2 separate regions of the Sus scrofa genome follow, and region 1 is linked to region 2. The links are chromatin contacts, called in public Hi-C maps. All regions are on one chromosome and are shown on one strand. Each heading gives the region's core, a stretch centred on a gene start, on an enhancer-like site or on the middle of the called end of the contact. The rest is flanking DNA. Distances are from core to core; before and after follow the strand shown. Region 1 holds the start of MGEA5 (protein O-GlcNAcase). Region 2 holds the start of BTRC (F-box/WD repeat-containing protein 1A).

Region 1 (3,932 bases), core at 622-3,121, 450 kb after region 2:
CAGTTAAAAATCATGTTTTCATAAACACCAACTCTAGTCAAATACATAAGTAGTTTTCCCCAAAATTTCGCAAGACAGTTAAAACTTTACTGAACTGTTTCATCCCTTACCATAGATGCAAATTAGTCTGCTCTTTCCTACAATTAAACTTTATCTGAAATACCATAACCACCACTCATTTTTCAAACTCATCTTTCACCACTCTATGCCAAAGCTCTCAACTGAGAAAACAAACCTTCTTTCCGTTTCCACGTTTTTATAGAGACCATTTTTTTTTTAACAGTGCTACTCTTATGCATACCATTACATACAGTAGACAACTAATAAAGTATACAGCTAGGAAACACTGGGTCAGACAAAATACTTCCTAAATTCAAATACATGCTGCACTCCAGGGGAAAAAAAAAAAGAAACTTATTGATGCTTCCATAGAATGCAGAGCAGAACATTTGTCCATTACATTCACAAATTGTGATGCAATCTTCTGCTCATTCTCTCCAGCCCCCCCGAAGAAAAGTCCATCATTCTTTTTAAAGGGAAATGGAAAGGAATAAGGTGAGAAGGGCAATTTTAAATCTCCTCTGCAGTCACTAAACCAAAATTCTGTTATCTCAGATATTATTAAAATCAAAGCTTCATCCTTCAGAGGCAAGGCACAGCAGCTGGCAAATGGCAGCTTTCTAGGCTGCAAATAAATCTCCAAAGCGTGAGGGGTAGAGACTGGCCAGCAAAGCTCTAACCAAAAAGCAATGTGTAAAACTATATAACCCAACGGTGCTTCTCTTCCCTCCACGACAACTATCACACCTGTACGGGTAGTCTTTTTCCCAAAGGGTGGGGACAGCAACACTATACACGTCTTTCCGTGTGAACCCAAACCATCGTAGGGAATAAGATCCCAAGATACAAAGATGTATATATAACTCAGAGCCTAAGACTAGGCTCCTTACGCCGCCTCCGTTGGAGCATGCCTGGCTCCAAGCCCAAAGCGGGTGGGGTCAGAATTGTTAATAGCCAGAGGGCAACTCGACGCCGCCTGAGAACCCGAGACCAGCTCTCCGTCTCCCCTCTCCCCTCGTTTCAGCAAGGTCACATTTCAGATCCAAAGAATAATCTCCTTTTAGAGCCCCCTCTAAAACACTGCCGCCACCTGCCTCACGAGAAAAGAACGTGTTAGAACTAGAGCGAAGAGGGAGGAAGGGCGCTCTTGCCCAGCCCGCGCCAGACCGCTCACCTTCCACCACGCCACATAGGAACCTCCGAGCCCCGCCTGCCGCCCCGGCCACCACGGCTCCCCCGGCCCCGGTTGGATTGTCTTCTCCGGGGGCTGGAGCTGCAGGCGGCTCCAACGATGACCCCGCGGAGGCGGCAGGATTGGAGTTGAGCTCGCTCTCCCGTTCCTCCAGCGCCGCCTGGCTCTCCTTCTGCACCATCCTCCTGCCCCTGGCCGCCGCCACCTCTGCAGGTCCTCCTCGGCCTCCGTCCGTTGGGCCGCCGGCCCGGAGCCCTACAGAGGGCCTCGGCTCCAAGCGCGCGCCCCTCCGGTTCCTTCCCCTCCCCCCCTCTGCCCTTCCCCCTCCCTCTCCGCAGAGACCCGAATGCCCGGATGAGAAGGGCGGCGGCACCAGCGCGAGCCCTTTGTCAGCCGCTGCCTCAGCCTAAACTGGCGAGTCGGAAACCTAAGCGGAGAACGAAGCCGCGACCTCTCGTTCCCTGGACCAAGGCCCCTTTTCTCGTTCTCAGTTAGCTTCCGACGCCCTTCGGATAATCCTAGTTCTTTCGCTACCTCCTCCCGAAGCCCCTGTGTCTCCTCTGCCGCCGCCTATACCACCCGCTTCCTGTTTATCCGCACTGCGCCTGCGCTGGAGACCGGCTCAGACCGGTCCCTTCAGCCCGGATCCCCCTCCTTCTTTTGGGCCAGCCTATTGAGCTCCATTCGGTAGGGGGAAGTGGAACAGAAAAGACACCAAAAGCAGAAGGTAATGAAGGTAGTGGAATGTACCATTTAGGCTAGCCACCCTCCAGAACGAGCCAGGCGCCCTGGAACGGACCATTACCCCACCCGAAGAAGGGGAGTATGGGAGGAGGCTGCACCCGGTCGGGGCAATAAGACCAGGGCGGGGCGGGGGTGGGGGAAGAAGGTGGAAAAAAAAAAAAAAAGTGTTTACTCTCTCAATGCGCAGGCGCGGAAACGAAGCCTCTGGTTCTTAAAGAGATAGAAAGAAACTGACCTATTTTCTACAGATATTCTTCTAATGAGTTGGCTCATTACATCAACCCGACCCAGACTCGGTTTTGTGAAGACAGCACTCCAAGAAGCTCAGCTCACCCCTCTGCCTTGAAACATTTCCCCCTTCAGGTTGGCACTGACCCCTTTTAAAAATTAGATCATTCGTTCATTCCTTCATTCGGCAGACACCAATTGAGCTTGCCTCATGCTGGCCTCTTGGGCTCCTGTGAGCTCACAATTTGGTGGTACAGGCAAACGAGTACACACACTGTCTCCACACGTTGTACCCAAGTGATGTGGAAACTCCGAGAAGAGACCAATTTCATCTTCCTTTTGGGGAGAGGCAGTGGCCATGGCTTCACTTTTGAGCTGGGTCAAAAAGGATAAATAGGAGTTAGCCAGACCGAGTTGGGGTGAAGAGAAGAGAAAAGGGCACTCTAGGCATGTGGAAGAGAGTACAAGTGTAGGGAGGGGGAAAAAGGCCTGGCCCTTTGGGAAATGGGGAGTGTGGAGTGTGTGTAAGGGAGAAGTGAGGGCCCTTGGGCCTCAGTATAAACATCGTTTCCTTGGGAAAGCCTTCCCTCAACCCTCAGTGGGCTTGGGTCCCCTTGCTATATTTCTCAGCTCCCTTTGGTTCCGTCATAATGCACTTGATTTGAGAGAGCTGCAGCAACATGCGAGGTATAAATGTGAAATAAGCTCTCGATCTGATTATTAAGACTTGGTATTATTGTTCATCTTATACTTCAGTCTCACGCTAGACTCCTCCAGGGGTAGCCCAACTTGTAGCTCCACAGAGTCTTACAGTCTCTCTTCTTTTTCTTCCTAAAGTGTTGAGATGGAGGTTAGGAGCAAACATTTTCTCAGGGGATCTCCTGTGATGACACCTTGGGGCCATAGTAACTTCACTGGATATAATGGTCCTTTGGGGGATCTGGAAATTATCATTCTAGCTCACCCCACCTCCCTCAGTCTCATGACACCTTCCTCTTTGCTTCACATCTCACACTATGGCAACTGCTAGCAAGTCATCATCCACAACTTTATCTACTCTCCATAGTCCACACTCTGGGGTCTATGACCTGAGCATACCTTCTCAAACTTTCAAGGGCAGTTCTGGCCACACACTCTCTCTCTGTACCACACGTCTACCCCCCAGCACCTACAACAGGAACCAGAGCTTAGTAGGCCTATGATAAATACTTGTGCAATGGATGAGATAGGGTCCTGCTCTCACAAAGAGGAACCAGAGCTTAGTAGGCCTATGATAAATATTTGTGGAATGAATGAGATAGGGTTCTGCTCTCTCTTACATTCTGGTTGGAGAAACAGACAATAACAAATTCAGTACATACACAGGAACTCAGTTTGCGTTAATGCTGTGAAGGGAGGAAATCTACCAATATGGTAAAAAGTAATCACACAATCAATTTTTTTTTTTTTTTTTTTGGTCTTTTTGCCTTTTCTAGGGCCGCTTCCTGCAGCATATGGAGATTCCCAGGCTAGGGGTCGAATCGGAGCTGCAGCTGCCTGTCTATGCCAGAGCCACAGCAACCTGGGATCCAAGCCACATCTTCGACCTACACCACAGCTCACAGCAACGCCGGATCCTTAACCCACTGAACAAGGTCAAGGATCGAACCCGAAACTTCATGGTTTCTAGTCGGATTCGTTAACCACTGCACCACGACGGGAACTCCCA
Region 2 (3,924 bases), core at 763-3,262:
TTTTTCCTTTTCCTTTTTTCTTTTTTTTGAGTCTCAATTTTGCAGTAGTGTAGAACTTTTTTTTTTCTTTCTGTTTTCAGGGCCATACCTGCGGCGTATGGATGTTCCCAGGCTAGGGGTCCAATTGGAGCTACAGCTGCCAGTCTACACCACAGCCACAGCAAAGCAGGATCCAAAACGTGTCTGTAATCTATACCACAGCTCATGACAATGCCAGATCCTTAACCCACTGAGTGAAGCCAGGGATCGAACCTGCATCCTCATGGATACTAGTCAGGTTTGTTTCTGCTGTGCTGCAATGGGAACTCCCAGAACACTTTTTTTTTTTTTTTTTTTTTTTTTTCTTTTTAGAGTCGCACCTATGGCATAGGGAGATTCCCAGGCTAGGGGTCAAATCAGAGCTACAGTTGCTGGCCTACACCAATAGCCATAGCAACACCAGATCCGAGCCGCGTCTGCGACCTACACCACAGCTCATGGCAATGCCAAATCCTTAACCCACTGAGAGAGGCCAGGGATTGAACCTGAAACCTCATGGTTCCTAGTGGGATTTGTTTTTGCTACGCCACGACAGGAACGCCAGTGTAAAACTTTTTATTAATGGAAAGCCTGTTATGTATTAGGTTTTGTGCCAAGTTCTTTGGATATAGGGATGACTAGGACAAAGTAGCAACATACTAGAAATAGAAGTTCCACAAGACTGGCTCTAATGTGTTCACTAATGAAAGTCCATTTCTTGGCGTAATGTCTGCACATGGTTATGTGCTTACTGTTTGTTGAATGAATAAAATAGTTTACAATAGAAAATTTCCCTAAAACTGAAAAGGAATTTCTCTAATTCACTTACTTTACGAACTCAGATTTTTGTACGCGTCTGTCACTTTTAGCCCAATTCTAGTGTTGTTATTTTCATTTTACTGCCACACCTGTGGCACATGGAAGTTCCTAGGCTAGCGGTCAAATTGGAGCTGCAGTGGCAGGCTTATGCTACAGCTATAGCAACACCAGATTCCAGCTGCATCTCCAAACTACACCACGGCTTGTGCCAATGCTGGATCCTTAACCCACTGAGTGAGGCCAGGGATCAAACCTGTATCCTCAGGGACACTATGTCAGGTTCTTAACCTGCTAAGCCCCATGGGAACTCCTCTAGGGTTTTTTCAACGGAGGGTAAACCCAATTTCCAAAATAAATGTCTCTTTTAAGGCCAAAATAAATACTTACATGCTTTATTTTCTGGATAGCCATTATAATCCACCATTAAAGGCTTTTTTCAGAGTTCCAACCGTGGCTCAGAGGGTTAAGGATCTGTCCTTGATGCAGTTGTGGCTTAGGTTGCAGCTGCAGCTGGGATTTGATCCCTGGGCTGGGAACTTCCACATGCTGGGAGTGCAGCCACAAGCGGGAGTGGGGGTGGTTTTATAAGTATCTGTTAAACCCTTAATGCGGGGCTTACATCTCAGGGTTAGTAGTAGCTGAGCATACTTTCTGAGCATTAAACACGGAGAATTTCCTGAGCAGAGTTCTATTTGGCCCTGACTTGCTGTGGGTTAGAATAAGGCGATAGAAGCGCAGGCAAAGCCTCAGGAGGACCTCGAAATTCTTCATTGGTATATGAGGTGCTACTAGGTGCCCACAGGCCCAACTGCCTCTGGGTGGATATCCATCCCGCAAACGCCGGGTATATGAAATGTGTGGTTGTCCAGTTCTCTACAACCACAGTTAGGGAGGTCCTAGGACCACTGTCCTCTGAGGTTTTTTCCCCAGTATTTGGGCTACAGGCGAGGTGCTGATCGCCATCTTGATGTCAACTGCCAGGCAAGACACTGGCGTCGCTCTGTAACCACGGAGACACCCACATTTCCCCCTACCCCTGTTTCCCAACGGTGGAAGCTATGAACTACGATTCCCATCCGCTGACTCTCTCTCTACTTGACCGCGAGTTGTCTGGAGGTCGGCCACCGCGACCTCACCGCAGTGTATCTCGGGAGTTGGAGTTCGCGGTGTGACCTCAGTTCTTGCCGGGGCAAACTTCAGAACTACAAATCCCGTGAGCCAGGGGCACGCACGCGCACGGAACAGTCAGTCCTCCTTGCCCCCCTCCGCCTGAGCCTGAGAGCTAAGAGGGCGGGGGGAAGGAAGAGGAGGCGGGATCCCGGCGCTGCGTTGGCTGCGGCCTGGCATCAAGGGGGCGGCCCCGGAGGAGTGCAGACCCAGTGGCCCCTGGCGATTATGGACCCGGCCGAAGCGGTGCTGCAGGAAAAAGCGCTCAAGTTTATGGTGAGGAGAAGGTGCAGAGCAGGGAACGGCAGAAGCGGGGGTTTTGGCAGCGTCTCTGAGGCTGGGGCCTGGGCCTCCTGCCTGCTGGAGGAGGGGGCAGCGGGACCTGGGCAGAGGCCGGCGGCGGGGGCGACTGAAGGGACGGGACGGGCGCTCCTGAGAGGCAGGAGGGGATTGCAGAGAGGACCCGGGGGTGGGGGCAGCAGCTCCGCCATCTTGTGGATGAGAGGCCAAGTGACAGCGGGAGCTTAATCGGGGAGGGGGCTCTGGGCGGCGCGCGGGGCCCTGGAGGGAAAGGGGCGTGGGGACAGTTACTGGAGGGCGGAGGAGCAGAAGGAGAGACGCCGTGCGGCCGCTGGCTGGGCCTTCCCGGTGTCAGGGATACGGGTAAGGCCCAGAAGAGGTGCATTTGGGAGTGGAGAAGGGGCAGTGCGGGACCGTGGGAGGAAAGATACTGGGAGTGGGAGGTGGGTGGGAACGGGCAGGGCTGGATGCTGATGGATCTAAGGGTAGAGAGAACCAGGGCTGGTGGGAAACTTGTAGTTTTGTAGAATGAGGTGGGAGAGATAGCCTTTCCCTTCAGGGTGCAATCCCTGCTTGGCCAAACCAATGTTGACAAACTCTGGAAAGGACTAGGCCTTACTTAAGAAGAAAAGAACTGGGTATGGGGATCTAGTCTCTGGGTAAAGGAAAGGGGGTGTTGACTATGAGCCAGAATTACAAATGTCAGGAAAGGGGCTCTGTCGTCTGGTTTGAAAGGAGGGGCGAGAAGAGATTCATTGGTTAGGGAAACCTGCGTACAGGAGATCTAATAGGGTAAAATAAAATTTACCCTACATTGTAAATTGTGCTAAATTTAGAAACAGTAAAAGGACCGTGTGCTGTATCACTTTCTGGGAAAGGAAAAGCCATGGAGATTAGAATCCAAACCCATAAGAAGTGATGAGATCAGTGGAGAAATTCAGGAGATAAAAAAGGGAATGCAGGTAGTGGGAAATGGGAGATGTCAGGAATGGTAGTTACTTCTGAGTTTTAGATTGAAGTATGCTATGAACTTGGATTTTGTGACTGTGCCTATGAAGCATACTGTGAACTTGGATTGAATTTTGTGGGTGTGTTTAAATCCTTTGGAATCTAGTTCTTTAACTTTATATCTTGCTTTTCTTCTTTTGATATGTACGTTTGGCAAATTTGTATAGTCTGATAATTTGATGCTTTTACTCTGATGCTTCATTTGTATATCCTAGGTGTAAAACCAGACTTTGTGGTTATAGCTAAAAATTGAAGGGATGCATAGACTTCTATCTTAACAGTTGTCCATAGGGACATTAATATTATTTGCATCTTGCTTTTTCAGAAGTAATTGTAACCTGTCACTACCAATTTTATTTCTTAAATTAGATGGTGGTTATTTTGTGTCTTTATTTGAGATAGCAAAACAAATCTGAACAAACATGGACACTAACTTAATTGAATTTAAGCTTTAAACTGCCCCATTTACAAGAATACTTTTTCACAGCCTGGTCAAGCTTACTATAACTTTATTTTGTGTTAGTGCTTTCAAAAACACTTAACTAAAGTTTAAGTGTATCATTGACAAAATTCTTTTAGGTCCGAGGAAGGTTCTTTTTTTTTTTTGTCTTT

Evidence for each region. A called contact is a pair of places that touch in the nucleus more often than the background predicts.
Region 1: a Hi-C map of liver shows a contact between it and region 2, with 4 times the contacts expected there. The contact joins the promoter of MGEA5 here to the promoter of BTRC in region 2. A contact is called at or near these places in 1 of 5 promoter capture datasets (liver) and 1 of 47 Hi-C or Micro-C datasets (liver).

What each region holds. Positions count from the first base shown.
Region 1 is chr14:112,849,344-112,853,275 of Sscrofa11.1, forward strand. It overlaps MGEA5 (protein O-GlcNAcase), which reads right to left and starts at 1,872. Exons shown (of 16, transcript XM_003483548.4): 1 at 1,235-1,872. The coding sequence starts at 1,433.
Region 2 is chr14:112,396,752-112,400,675 of Sscrofa11.1, forward strand. BTRC (F-box/WD repeat-containing protein 1A) reads left to right here and starts at 2,013. Exons shown (of 16, transcript XM_021072708.1): 1 at 2,013-2,280. The coding sequence starts at 2,233.